4 separate regions of the Mus musculus genome follow, and regions 1, 2 and 3 are each linked to region 4. Evidence: chromatin contacts called from public Hi-C, promoter capture Hi-C and targeted proximity ligation data. All regions are on one chromosome and are shown on one strand. The core of a region is the stretch at or near the end of the contact, and the rest is flanking DNA. Distances in the headings are between cores, read along the strand shown.

What was found. Promoter capture Hi-C pulls out the DNA fragments that hold promoters and counts their contacts. Hi-C and Micro-C count contacts between places; a contact is called where the count stands out from the background.
Region 1: a contact with region 4 is called in a targeted proximity ligation map of pancreatic cancer cells. A contact is called at or near these places in 4 of 39 promoter capture datasets (hippocampal neurons, liver and pre-B cells) and 2 of 130 datasets of targeted methods (memory CD8 T cells and pancreatic cancer cells).
Region 2: a Hi-C map of uterus shows a contact between it and region 4, with 5 times the contacts expected there. A contact is called at or near these places in 6 of 39 promoter capture datasets (the 3T3-L1 cell line, the C10 cell line, cranial neural crest and 2 more), 6 of 484 Hi-C or Micro-C datasets (bone marrow-derived macrophages, double positive thymocytes, embryonic stem cells and 3 more), 17 of 130 datasets of targeted methods (the SCID.adh cell line, astrocytes, bone marrow-derived macrophages and 9 more) and 1 of 9 other capture datasets (embryonic stem cells).
Region 3: a contact with region 4 is called in a promoter capture Hi-C map of liver. A contact is called at or near these places in 3 of 39 promoter capture datasets (the 3T3-L1 cell line, the C10 cell line and liver), 6 of 484 Hi-C or Micro-C datasets (cumulus cells, double positive thymocytes, embryonic stem cells and 2 more) and 13 of 130 datasets of targeted methods (DN3 thymocytes, bone marrow-derived macrophages, double positive thymocytes and 8 more).

Annotation. Positions count from the first base shown.
Region 1 is chr19:32,415,564-32,418,274 of GRCm38.p6, reverse strand. No RefSeq gene overlaps it. Among named protein-coding and RNA genes, the nearest start is that of 2700046G09Rik, 28 kb to the right of the region's middle.
Region 2 is chr19:33,064,745-33,067,444 of GRCm38.p6, reverse strand. The region is part of intron 2 of Gm41835 (a long non-coding RNA gene); the gene reads left to right. Among named protein-coding and RNA genes, the nearest start is that of Gm41835, 8.9 kb to the left of the region's middle.
Region 3 is chr19:32,973,632-32,976,331 of GRCm38.p6, reverse strand. It overlaps Gm36914 (a long non-coding RNA gene), which reads right to left. Exons shown (of 4, transcript XR_877816.2): 3 at 884-987; 4 at 709-778. It overlaps Gm36860 (a long non-coding RNA gene), which reads left to right. Exons shown (of 3, transcript XR_877814.3): 2 at 944-2,700. Among named protein-coding and RNA genes, the nearest start is that of Gm36860, 5.4 kb to the left of the region's middle.
Region 4 is chr19:32,710,988-32,713,687 of GRCm38.p6, reverse strand. It overlaps Atad1 (ATPase family, AAA domain containing 1), which reads left to right and starts at 1,390. Exons shown (of 10, transcript NM_026487.3): 1 at 1,390-1,422.

The DNA of each region.
Region 1 (2,711 bases), core at 120-2,619, 300 kb after region 4:
TTTTTCCAGGTTAGCTTAGAAAGACTAACACTACAAAAACCACAATGAGTTCATATGTAGGCGCTAGAAGGGCTGCCTGTTGGTCAGCCCTGACTTAAGCCATTTCAGACATAACAGTTCATATTGACCTTTAATTTGATGGGTCCTGAGTAAAGTTTATGGCTGTGCAATTTCTTAAGATTAGCAGACCTCGTAGTGTATAGAACGTAACAGGGTGTATGGTCAGCATGACCCTGCTCTGAGTCAAGTTATTTTTCTGTGCCAATGACTGACAGGCATATTACAGCAACAGTATGAAATAGCTGGCAGCATGGAGCAACATGGCTGCAGCTATGCTGGGTGTGTGTGTGTGTGTCAGATCCAATATGATTTTACTCCTTTTCCTTTCATTGAAAACAGGTTTCTGCCCCCCTCACATTATATGTGCTGATTTTGGTTTCCCTTCCTTCTACTCCTCCCAGTTCCTGCCCACCTCCCCTCCCATCCAGGTCAGCTCCCTTTCTGTCTCTCATTAGAAAACAAATAGGCTTCTAAAGGATAATAAGGGCTGGAGAGATGGCTCAGCGGTTAAGAGCACTGACTGCTCTTCCGAAGGTCCTGAGTTCAAATCCCAGCAACCACATGGTGGCTTACAACCATCTGTAATGAGATCTGACTCCTTCTTCTGGAGTGTCTGAAGACAGCTACAGTGTACTTACATATAACAATAAATAAATCTTTTTTTTTAAAAGGATAATAATATAATTAGATAAAACAGAAGCTAACACAGTGGAATCAGACAAGATAAACAAATAGAAGAAAAAGTGCCCAACAGAAGGCATAAGAAACAGACATAGATGCAGAGATCCACTTATTGGCACACTCTGAAATCCCGTAAAAACATTAAGTGGAAGCCATAAAAAATACACAAAGGGAAAAGGGGAAAAAAAAGAGGAAAGAAAATATGCATAAATAAATATAAATAAAATAAAAATAATAAGATTAGTCTTTTTTTAGAAAAGGAAAAGCCTGACAAGATGTTTACATTGTAAGACAAGGAGCCTCCAAAGACACCCTTGAGTTCATTTTTCTGTTGGCCATCTACTGCTGGGCGTGGAGCCACCTGAGGTGGAAGATTCTGGTTGTATCATGTGATGCAACCTCACAAGGGATCTTGCTGAGGAAAACCCATGGGAGGGCACGTGATTTTGGAGAGTATAAATAGGACTCAACGGACAATGATGGGGCACTTGCATAGGTAGCCTTGCAATGCTTCATTGATCTTGTGTCTCTGTCTTCACTGATCTTCACTGTGTTGAGAGAGGCACAGTAGAGAACGTCTCCTGGCGTCTCGTCAGGTCCTGGTTGCTATCTGTGACTCATGCCAATTGCATGGAGGTCTGGCTGTTTCTGCTAGATTATACACCACTGCTGATTCATGTTTGGTATCCTGACACTACTGGACTGGACTGCTGGTATTGGAATCCCTCCAAAGAATTGCATCTAAGCAGGTCCACATGGCCTTGTTCCATTTATTATCTTTTCTCTCCTACCTTTGGATGGTGTGTGTGTGTGTGTGAAGCATTTGAGAACGCTTACTAAAAGTAGGTTTTTTAAAAATCTAAGCCTATACCTACCCTTAAGAGTAGTTTGTTGGGCTGGAGAGATGGCTCAGTGGTTAAGAGCACCAACTGCTCTTCCGAAGGTCCTGAGTTCAAATCCCAGCAACCACATGGTGGCTCACAACCACCCATAATGAGATCTGACGCCCTCTCCTGGTGCATCTGAAGACAGCTACAGTGTACTCACATATAATAAAATAAAATAAATAAATCTTTAAAAAAAATTAGTTTGTTTCCCCAGTGAGACTCCCTTGGAGGAAATTAAATTTTCATTTGCAAGTGGTCCACAGTTGGAGATAGCTTTTGGCTTAGGGATGGGGGATGTTCACTTCCCCTCTGAGCAATAGGGCCTCATCTGGTACAGACCCGTGCAAGCCCTGTGCGTGCTGCCTAAGTTCATGTGTGCATCTACCATAACAAACCTTCATACTTTGGTGTCCTTCCTACCCTCTGGTTCTTACACCCTTGCCTGCCTCTTCTGTAAGGTTCTCTGCGCCATAAGGGAAGGGAGCTTTGATGGAAGCAGTCCGATTTAGGGCTGAGAGTTCCAAGATCTCTCACTCTCTGCATGTTGTCTGGCTGTGGGTCTCTGTGTTTGTTCCCATCTGCTGCAGCGGAAGCATCTCCGATGATGGCTGAGCAAGGCACTGATCTGTTTCCCTCGTGAGGTGCCCTCCTCAACTCCCCTGTGTTTCATCTTTTCCATTTGTCTCCCCACCACAACTACCCCAGACCTCTTTTTCCCTTCTTGTAGTTCTCATTCTGGCTTTAGGACTTAATGCTCATCTTAATAAGCATGTAAGGTACAGTTTACATGAAGAGAGAACGTGCTGTATCGATTTCCCCAAGATACGAATCCTTCGTGTCACGTAATTCCAGATTCATCCATTTCCGGCAAATGTTTCCAACTTCATTTTTCTTTATTGCTGAATTAAACTCCACTGCATACATGCACCAGGTTTTCATGAACTCACTAAGGTGTCTTGGACACCCAGGCTAATTCTTTTCCCTCACTGTTGCAATTAGCACAATAGTGATGTGCAAGGATCTGTTTGGAAAGACATAAGAACAGAAACATCAGATGAGCCAGCTCTACCATGCCAAAGGGTT
Region 2 (2,700 bases), core at 130-2,629, 350 kb before region 4:
AGAAAAGCATGCTAACTCTCATCGTAAGTACTGTAGCGTCTGGATTACACTGTTATGTACCCTGCAGCCTTCCTGGGAATCCCCATCTATGTCAGCAAAGTAGCTCTAGTACCTTCGCCTTCTCTGCTGATTCCAGTCAATGGATGACCAGAAGCAGAGTTTCCTGGAGATAGACATACTTCGTCATAGACTCATTGAGTTCCTGAGAAAGCATTTGATGGGTTACATAGTGGGTAAAGGAAAAAGAAAAACAAAGGTAACAGTGAAAGATAAAACCGAACAGAGGGGCTAGAGAGAAGGCTCAGATGGTAAGAGCACCAGCGGTTCACTTCTGAGCACCCACAGTCATCTGGAACTCCAGTCCCAGGGGATCCAATGCCTCACAGGTACTAGGCGTGTATGTGGTTCAAGACATACATGCAGGCAAAACACAAAAGCACATAAAATATTTTTTTAAAGTGAGCAGAACAAATTCCATACAGCTAAACAGAAAAAAAAAAAAACCAATGCCAATGAGTATGAAAATATCACCCCTATCTCTGCGATGTTTGTTCGTTTAGACCCGGACACCTGTATTATAAATGACGTTACAAGTCAGATCTCCCTTCAACCCAAACCTGGGCCTTATATAGGGTGAATGAAAGAGAAAGGGGAATTATGATTGCCCAACTGATTATGTAGCAAAGGACCGAGATGGGTGCATCTTCCCAGTTGTATGCATGGTTGTTTACACTCACTTCCAGATGCCAAGCTACAACGATCACTCTCAGAAACAGGTAATGTGAAGAAATTCCGCCCAGTGACGGTTATGTTCATGTTCTTACTGAATACCTTGGGAAGCAAACTCAGTTCTGGCAAGACCTGAAACTGAGAGAATGTAGTACACTATTGCCTGTGATGTACGAGGCCAAACTACCACCATCAGGAAATGGGGCCAAGAAACAAACACAGAGTCCTGCAATCCCTTTGAACTCTGAATGCGGCAGCTCTCCCTCTACTCAATTTATGAAAGCCAATGAATCTCGCTTTTCTTGAAGAAAGTTCTGCTTAAGATTTTGCTTCTTGCACATTAAAGTGACCTACGAATATAAAAATCCAGTATCAAAAATAAAATAAATACTAAACCCTAAAGTAGGCACAGTCAATCCCAGAAGAAAAGGAAAAAAAAAAAAAAAAAAAAGTCTAGGATCATAGAGTACGGCCAAGCACAGCATCCAGATGAGCCTAAAACTCTCTACAAAAAAGACCCACTGGATAGTGATGCAACCTCAGATAAAAATAATTAAACAAACAAACAAGACATCCGGTTTCTGCTGGGAACCAGATGTATTCAATTGGGGACTTTCAAGAGAAACTCTCGGAAAAGGCGTCTGAACTCAAGATGGCCGCTCTGGCAGAAGTGTGGAGGCGGCTGTTTTACATCTGCCTTGATCAGGAAAGGCAACGGGATAGTTCGCTAAATGTTCAACAAGGATGCTTGCAACAACCGTATTATTTAAAGCTTCTGTGACTTCTTATTTGAGAGATTTTTTTTCCCAAAACTTGGAAAGAAGCCCTCCAGGCCAGAAATAAAGGGGTGTGATTCTTCCAGCATACAAGCAGACTGAACTCGGACAAACAGGGGATTGTAGCTCTATAAAGCAGGGACTGTATAAAGCAGATGCATTAGGAATTTGGAACCAGTTCACGACAGTACATTGTTTGATCAATTCCTGGTAGAAATTCTGCCCTCCAAATTATTTTTAATCTTATATGGCGATGCATTTGCCAAAAAAGGACTTCAATGCAATGTTAGCATAAAAATCATTTACAGCAAGCACAGTTTAGAAGAATCCTGGAACTCAAAAGCATCCCTGCCAGCCAAGGCTAGTCCACCACCCATTCCAGCAGGGCGGGGTCCAGGGTGAGGGCGGGCTGAGAGCTAGGGAGATGACGGACCGGCAAAGTCAAAATGTTTCTTTACATTAAGAGCCCTCCGTTGTGTCCCTTGTTCTTCTGAGTCGTGCCTTTGCAGGATCTGGTGCTGTTTAGTTCTGCTTCTACTGCGTAAACAGCAGGAACTGTTTAAAAAAACAGAACAGGATTAACTTGATCCAGCTGACACTCAAATACCCAAATTCGGGTCTTTTGTGCAAGGCATGTGCCAACTATCAAAGGCTGGCATTCCACCTAGAGAGCCAAAAGAACTGTTCTGTAACTCTGTTACTTCTCGTGCCTTAAGATGGCTCGTTTGAGTACCATGTGTTTATATCAGGAAAAAAAAAACAACAACAAAAACCTTCTGATATCTTAATTATCATAGTGAAAAGCATGACGTCCACAATGATATGTATGAGAAAGCCAGGGGGAAAAAGGGAAAGAAAGAAAAAGAAATCAAGACTCTAGCTTGTAAGACAGAAGGCTTTGAATAAATATATTGAGTAAATGAATAAATATATTTATAAGCAAATGAATAGAATGAGTTCTTAGATTGGTTAAATAGTTTTACAATGTAGATCTGAAAAACAAACAAACAAACAAACAAAAACAACTGGAGAATTTTCAGAACTAAGACAAGATCCCAGTTAGCCATGAATAGGACAAATTCTAAAGGCTTTTAGAATTTTAGAATTTGTTTCACAGATAAGATGGGAAGTGCTCAGTTGTCCATTTAACTCATCAGACAAGTATGCATGAAAACAAAGACTAAATTCGTTCTCT
Region 3 (2,700 bases), core at 157-2,656, 260 kb before region 4:
AGAAATCCCACCATTGATGTCTGTACATATGGAATAGTCACTGTTTACAGGAATGCAATGCTCCACAAGCTATGTCTTGATATTATTTAATACAAAAAGTTAACTATTCTAAGAACAGGACAGTATAAAAATAGGACAAGATGATAATTTTAAAAATTTTTTTAAGAACCGAGCCTACTTGGTCGGTATGTTTTTCCATACCTGCTCCTCAATAAAATACCATTTTTCTCTTCCTCTACCGTGGTACACTTTCTTAGATTATACCACATATTGTTCCCTCTTCTCTATGCCAGAATCATTTCATAGCCCAGAAGTGAGTTTCTGCAGTATGCCAACTTCTGTCCTGCAAGGTGGGCTAGATCATCTCTTTCCCTCATTAGATCTTAAGCTTCTTTGCACTTCCCTTAATGACCCTCACAATACCTATGAAAAGCTTTGAGCAGGGTAGTCCTTAGTAATTGCTTGCCACATGGGGGTGAGGGGGGAATGAAGTAATGAATGAACAAATGAACCAGCTTTTACCCAGTGCCCCTGGAAACAGATTATTTGATATCAAAGATTAATGCTTCCCTTAGATTCAAGCTGCTGGAATCACTTAATTTCTTTGTATTTGGTCCACATGTGAAATTCCAACCAACATCAAATGAAAGTTTGATTAAACAGATCAGAAACAGCATGTGGGATAGCTGTCAATCCCCCTGAGGCAAGATGTGAGTCTGGAAACCAGAAGACCAGGACACTGCAGAGCCGAGGGCATTCAAAGGAGCCTAGGTTTTGCCTGTGCAAAAAAAAAAAAAAAAAAAAAAAAAAAAACCTAACCCAAAGTGTCCATCAACCCCCCCAAAACAAACAGCTAAGCTCAGAGCCCCATCAGTATTTGCACCTTGTCTTCCGGTTGTGACTGTCTTTGTATCCTGAGTTCCACTTCTCTGTTCATTCCTAGGCTGACTCCCCATCTTAAGGGACATGGCAACGGAGAACTCGGTGCTTTCGGGAAAAAGAAAAAAAAATTATAAGCTGAGAAGGCAAAGCTGACAGAGGAGTTTCCACTTTTGAGCTTCTTCTGGCTTCTCAGAAGCCCGTGTTGCCCTTGAAGCTAGTTTCCTAGAGTAGGGGAGGTTCCTGGGAGTCTGCAAGCCACCGCAGTTATCTGGTTAGCGATCAGAAGGTTCTTGGTGCTGCCCCAGCTGGGATTCCTTCCAAACCATGTCTGCACCACCTGTAACTCTTCACTCCACTAGCTTGCCAGAGACCATCCCAAGCCTGGGGGAATGTGGGGCGCTGCCATTCCACAAAGAACCACCAGCCAACCTTGGCTGAAGAAGGACAACCGTGTACATTGCAAAGGAGTTGGAGCTTCCAGCTAAGGGCACCTAGCCAGGCCTGGTATGCAAATCTGGGATTTGTGCCCAGGGAACCTGCCCCAACTTGCCCAGGAGAGAGCAAGGCCAGAAGAGGATGGGAAAGGTTCTCATTCTCCACCTCCCCCAAGCCCCAGCCAGCCCCAGCCAGCCCCAGCCAGCCCCAGCCAGCCCCAGCCAGCCCCAGCCAGCTCCAGCCAGCTTCACCCAGTTTCAGAAGCCTTTGAAGTTCTGGGCCAGGAGGTATGGCCAGTATAGATCTGGGGATGTTTGTTTGTTGTGAGTTGTTCTATTTTTCGGTATCTTGATCTCTAGAAGACACAAGCTTTGGAAATAGAAGTCTAGTTCAATCTTGGCCTTGTACTGGCTTTATAAGCCAAAGAAAGGTTCTCTGAACCTTTGTGTTATCTGAAATTTTTAATAACCCTAACCTAGAGAATCAAACCCTCAGCGCTGTTGAAATTTTAGTCTAGTTATTAGTTTAGGGGTAATTGGGTCCCTGCCCACTAGACACCAGAACTCTCACCCTCCCACTTATGACAGCTAAAACCAATTTCAGACACTGACAAACTATTCTCCAAGGGAAGAGACTAAATTACACCCAGCTGAGAACCAGTTACCTAACTCAATCTGTAGGTTTGTGTTGCGCACATTTTATTGTAAATCCGGAGTCCGGTTCTTATGAGCAAATGCAAGAACACTTGAGGATTCGTAATTGGTACTGCAAACTCTTCTCCCCACATTTCCCCTCTCCCCCACTGCTTCAGCACTCATCCAAATCCACAGATAGCCACTTCCAGGAGCCCTGAGCCTCTCTGGCATCAAAGTGCAGTGAGTCTGAGCACAAAGCAAGGTGCAAGTTTATCCCTCAGAAGTAGACATGAGAGACAGTAACAAGCCAGCTTCCTAGCTCTTCGATAAGCCCGAGGTGTGTTCTACTCCTTTCAGGAGTATCCAGTGAGACCACAGTGGGAACTGGCTTCCCAGTCTCACCTTCTGCTCCCCAACTTATTCCCTAGGCTTGCTTCCCAAATGCTTTCACAACATCCTCTGCCATTCATGGTTTTTAAAATAATAAACTAAGACATAAAAACTGTACCTCTTATTTCTATCAGTATTTTATTTCTCATTCACCAGGTTTCTTATTAGTTCTTAGCTGGATTGTAGGGTTTCGAAACTGTAATGTTTTGTTTTTGTCTTTTAAATTCTTATGATAAGTCAGAATAACTGATCTGCTAAAATGAGGGTCTTAACAGAGGCAGATAAGAGTCTGAAATTCTTATTTCTCAGTTTGACTTAGACCTCATCTATCCCTTTCACCCTCACCCAAAACACACAC
Region 4 (2,700 bases), core at 141-2,640:
CTGCCTCTGGCCTCATCCACTGAGATCAGAATCCAGGTTCTTCCACAGACTAAAGACTAGTCGTGGCTCTCCAGGAATCCTTAAAGCCTTGTGGTCTTGTTGGACTGCTGAGGCATGTTACCTCCAGCACTGCGAAGCTACCAGGACAGCCATTGTTGGACCATTCAAGACTGTGCTGGGTAAACCAGTCTAAAATTAAAACAAAAAAACCAAACTCTTTTTAATATTGATTCATTCCATCTATTGTGTTCTTCTATCGAACTCCAGTAAAGTCCTTTAACAAGGAACTTTCCAGGCTCTGGCAGCACTTCTGGGCTGTGTCTCTCCACAGCTATTAACAACATCATTTACTAATATAACTGTCAGCAGAGGGAGGAAGCAGTGTGTTACTTATGTGGTCCAGGGTATAAAGCAATCCTCCTTGCATAGCCACCCCAAATGCTAGGAAAACAGGCATGTGACACCAATCCCAGCTTGGCTGTAGAATTCTTTAGCCTTAAAAGATAATCCTGAAAACAGAGCGAAACAAACTGCCTCCTCCAGGAATATAAAAAGGTCTTAAGAAGTCTGTCTTATTCCTTCATAGTCCCACTGCCTTTATTTGAAGTGATGATGCTCCTTTTGTTTATGGGCAGTGTGTCTACTTATTCTTGTTCCTTAGTAGTGTATATACATTCAGAAGGGGCTGGCTTTCAGATACGGTTCCTTGGAATCTTGGTGTCACGTCCCTCACTTCGCAAGAGGAAGGGGTTAAAAAAAAAAGTCATCAATATGCAAAACCTGTCACCAGATGCCCTATTCTGACCCAACTGCCAGACCTCCCTGGTCTGCCTGGCTGCTCAAGCGTTCAGTGGATTCTCAGGCGCCGCCTCCAGGTGTCATCAGTACAGAGATGGGGGAGGAGGGTGAGCTCACCCTAGAAACCGAAAGGCAGATGGTGAGGCCATGCGCGTCTGAGCAGCATCATGAGGACTTGCTGCGGGGATGGGGGGTGGTGGTGGTGGTGGAAGTTTATCAAACCAGGGAAGCATTTCTTTGCCTTCTGTAAAAGGCTCCTCTGTCAGGGTTGCGTACAGCTCCAGAGTAGCAAGGGATTTCATGTGTCAAGCGTCTTTCCCAATTCAGTTTCTGAGTCTCTCAAGTTGAACTCAGAGCCCTTTGGGGAGCACCCTGTTCATCCTATCTACCTTTCTGAATGTTATCGGCCCAGCGGGTACTAAGGTGTAGGTTGGGGAAAGTAGCTCGCCCCGCACTGCGTCGCCATGCCTTGGCTGGCACGCCACCGGCTCGGCAGGGATCGCGCATGCTCCGTGCGGTGGGGGGCGGGGCTCCAGCCCCCGGAAGCGTTCTCTCCCCGGCCGCGTTTCTTTCCTGTGCGAGGCCGGGCTACGGCTCTCCCATCGTCTCTGGTCCTGCCTCTGGGTGAGTAGCGGGTTCCCGCGGGGCCGGGCCAGGTGCGTCCCCCATCCCTCCCGGTCCCCCAGGGCCTGGCGCTCACCTGGGGAGACCAGCCCGGTAGTCACCTGCCTCCGCGTCGGTCACACTTGAGCGCCGCCCCGGATCCAGCGGATTAACCTCCAAGGGCGTCCGGGGCCTCGCCTTGGCGCCCGGCCGGGCGCGAGCCCTCAGGTCTCAGCGCTGGCGGGAGACTCCGGCTGCCCGCAAGGACATCTCTTGTAGGCGGCCTGGTCATTGGAGGATCGGGGGCGCTCAGGGCGACCTCAGGGCTAGGCTTGTAAGAAGGCGGCTGGAAGGAGCCGGTCCGCTCGTGCCGGCCCCTCTCCTCCTCCCTCTTTGTGCAAAGGCGGAGGTGTTTCTTCAGTGCTGGCCATGCTTTCCCAGAACATGCTGATGTTAATAATGACCTGCCCTCTCCGCGAAGCCTGGCAGGAATTCATTGTCACAGTCTGCGACTGTAGGGCCTTGATAGGCACAGAATTGCTGGGACTTTGAGTTGAGAGACCATTTGGAGCACACTGCAGTGACTTAGGGAATACTGCAGTAAAAACGTTAGTAGTTGCTCAGAGATAGGGTATCCACACTGAAACCAGAGCTAAACAGGAAAAGATTTAAAATGATATGCGTTTAAAGATAATTCTGAATTAACACCGGTCTAGTGGTGTTTCTTAGTGATATACAGCAATGTGTATATTTTGTTAAAATTAGCGTCTATGCAAAATTGAAATACATTCTCCACATTTGCAGCCAATTTGCAGATATATCAGTGCTTTATGAATGATAGATGGGTATGTACCTCATCTGTGGAGACTGTATAAAATATTTCCATTCACTGTCCACACAGCAGAACGTTTCCGTTTCATTTCAGGATTTCGAAGTCACTTTTGGATATGATGAGCAGTGGTCTTTTTTTTTTTTGTTTTGTTTTTGGTTTTGTTTTTTTGTTTTTTGAGATAAGTCTTCTCTGCGTAGCCCTGGCTGTCCTGGAACTCTGAAGACCAGGCTGGTCTCCAATTTGGAGATCTGCTTGCCTCTACGTCCCAGGTGCCAAGATTAAAGGTGTCAGCCACAGTTTTTGGAGTTCTTTATATATTCTGGATATTAATCCTCAGTCAGTCAGTTGACAAAGATATCCTCCCATTCTGTGGGCTACCTCTTCACTCAAATTTAGCTGCTGCTACCACCATCAACCTCTGCCTAGACCCAGAGTAGTCTTAAATCTGCCTAGAGTCAATGTTAATA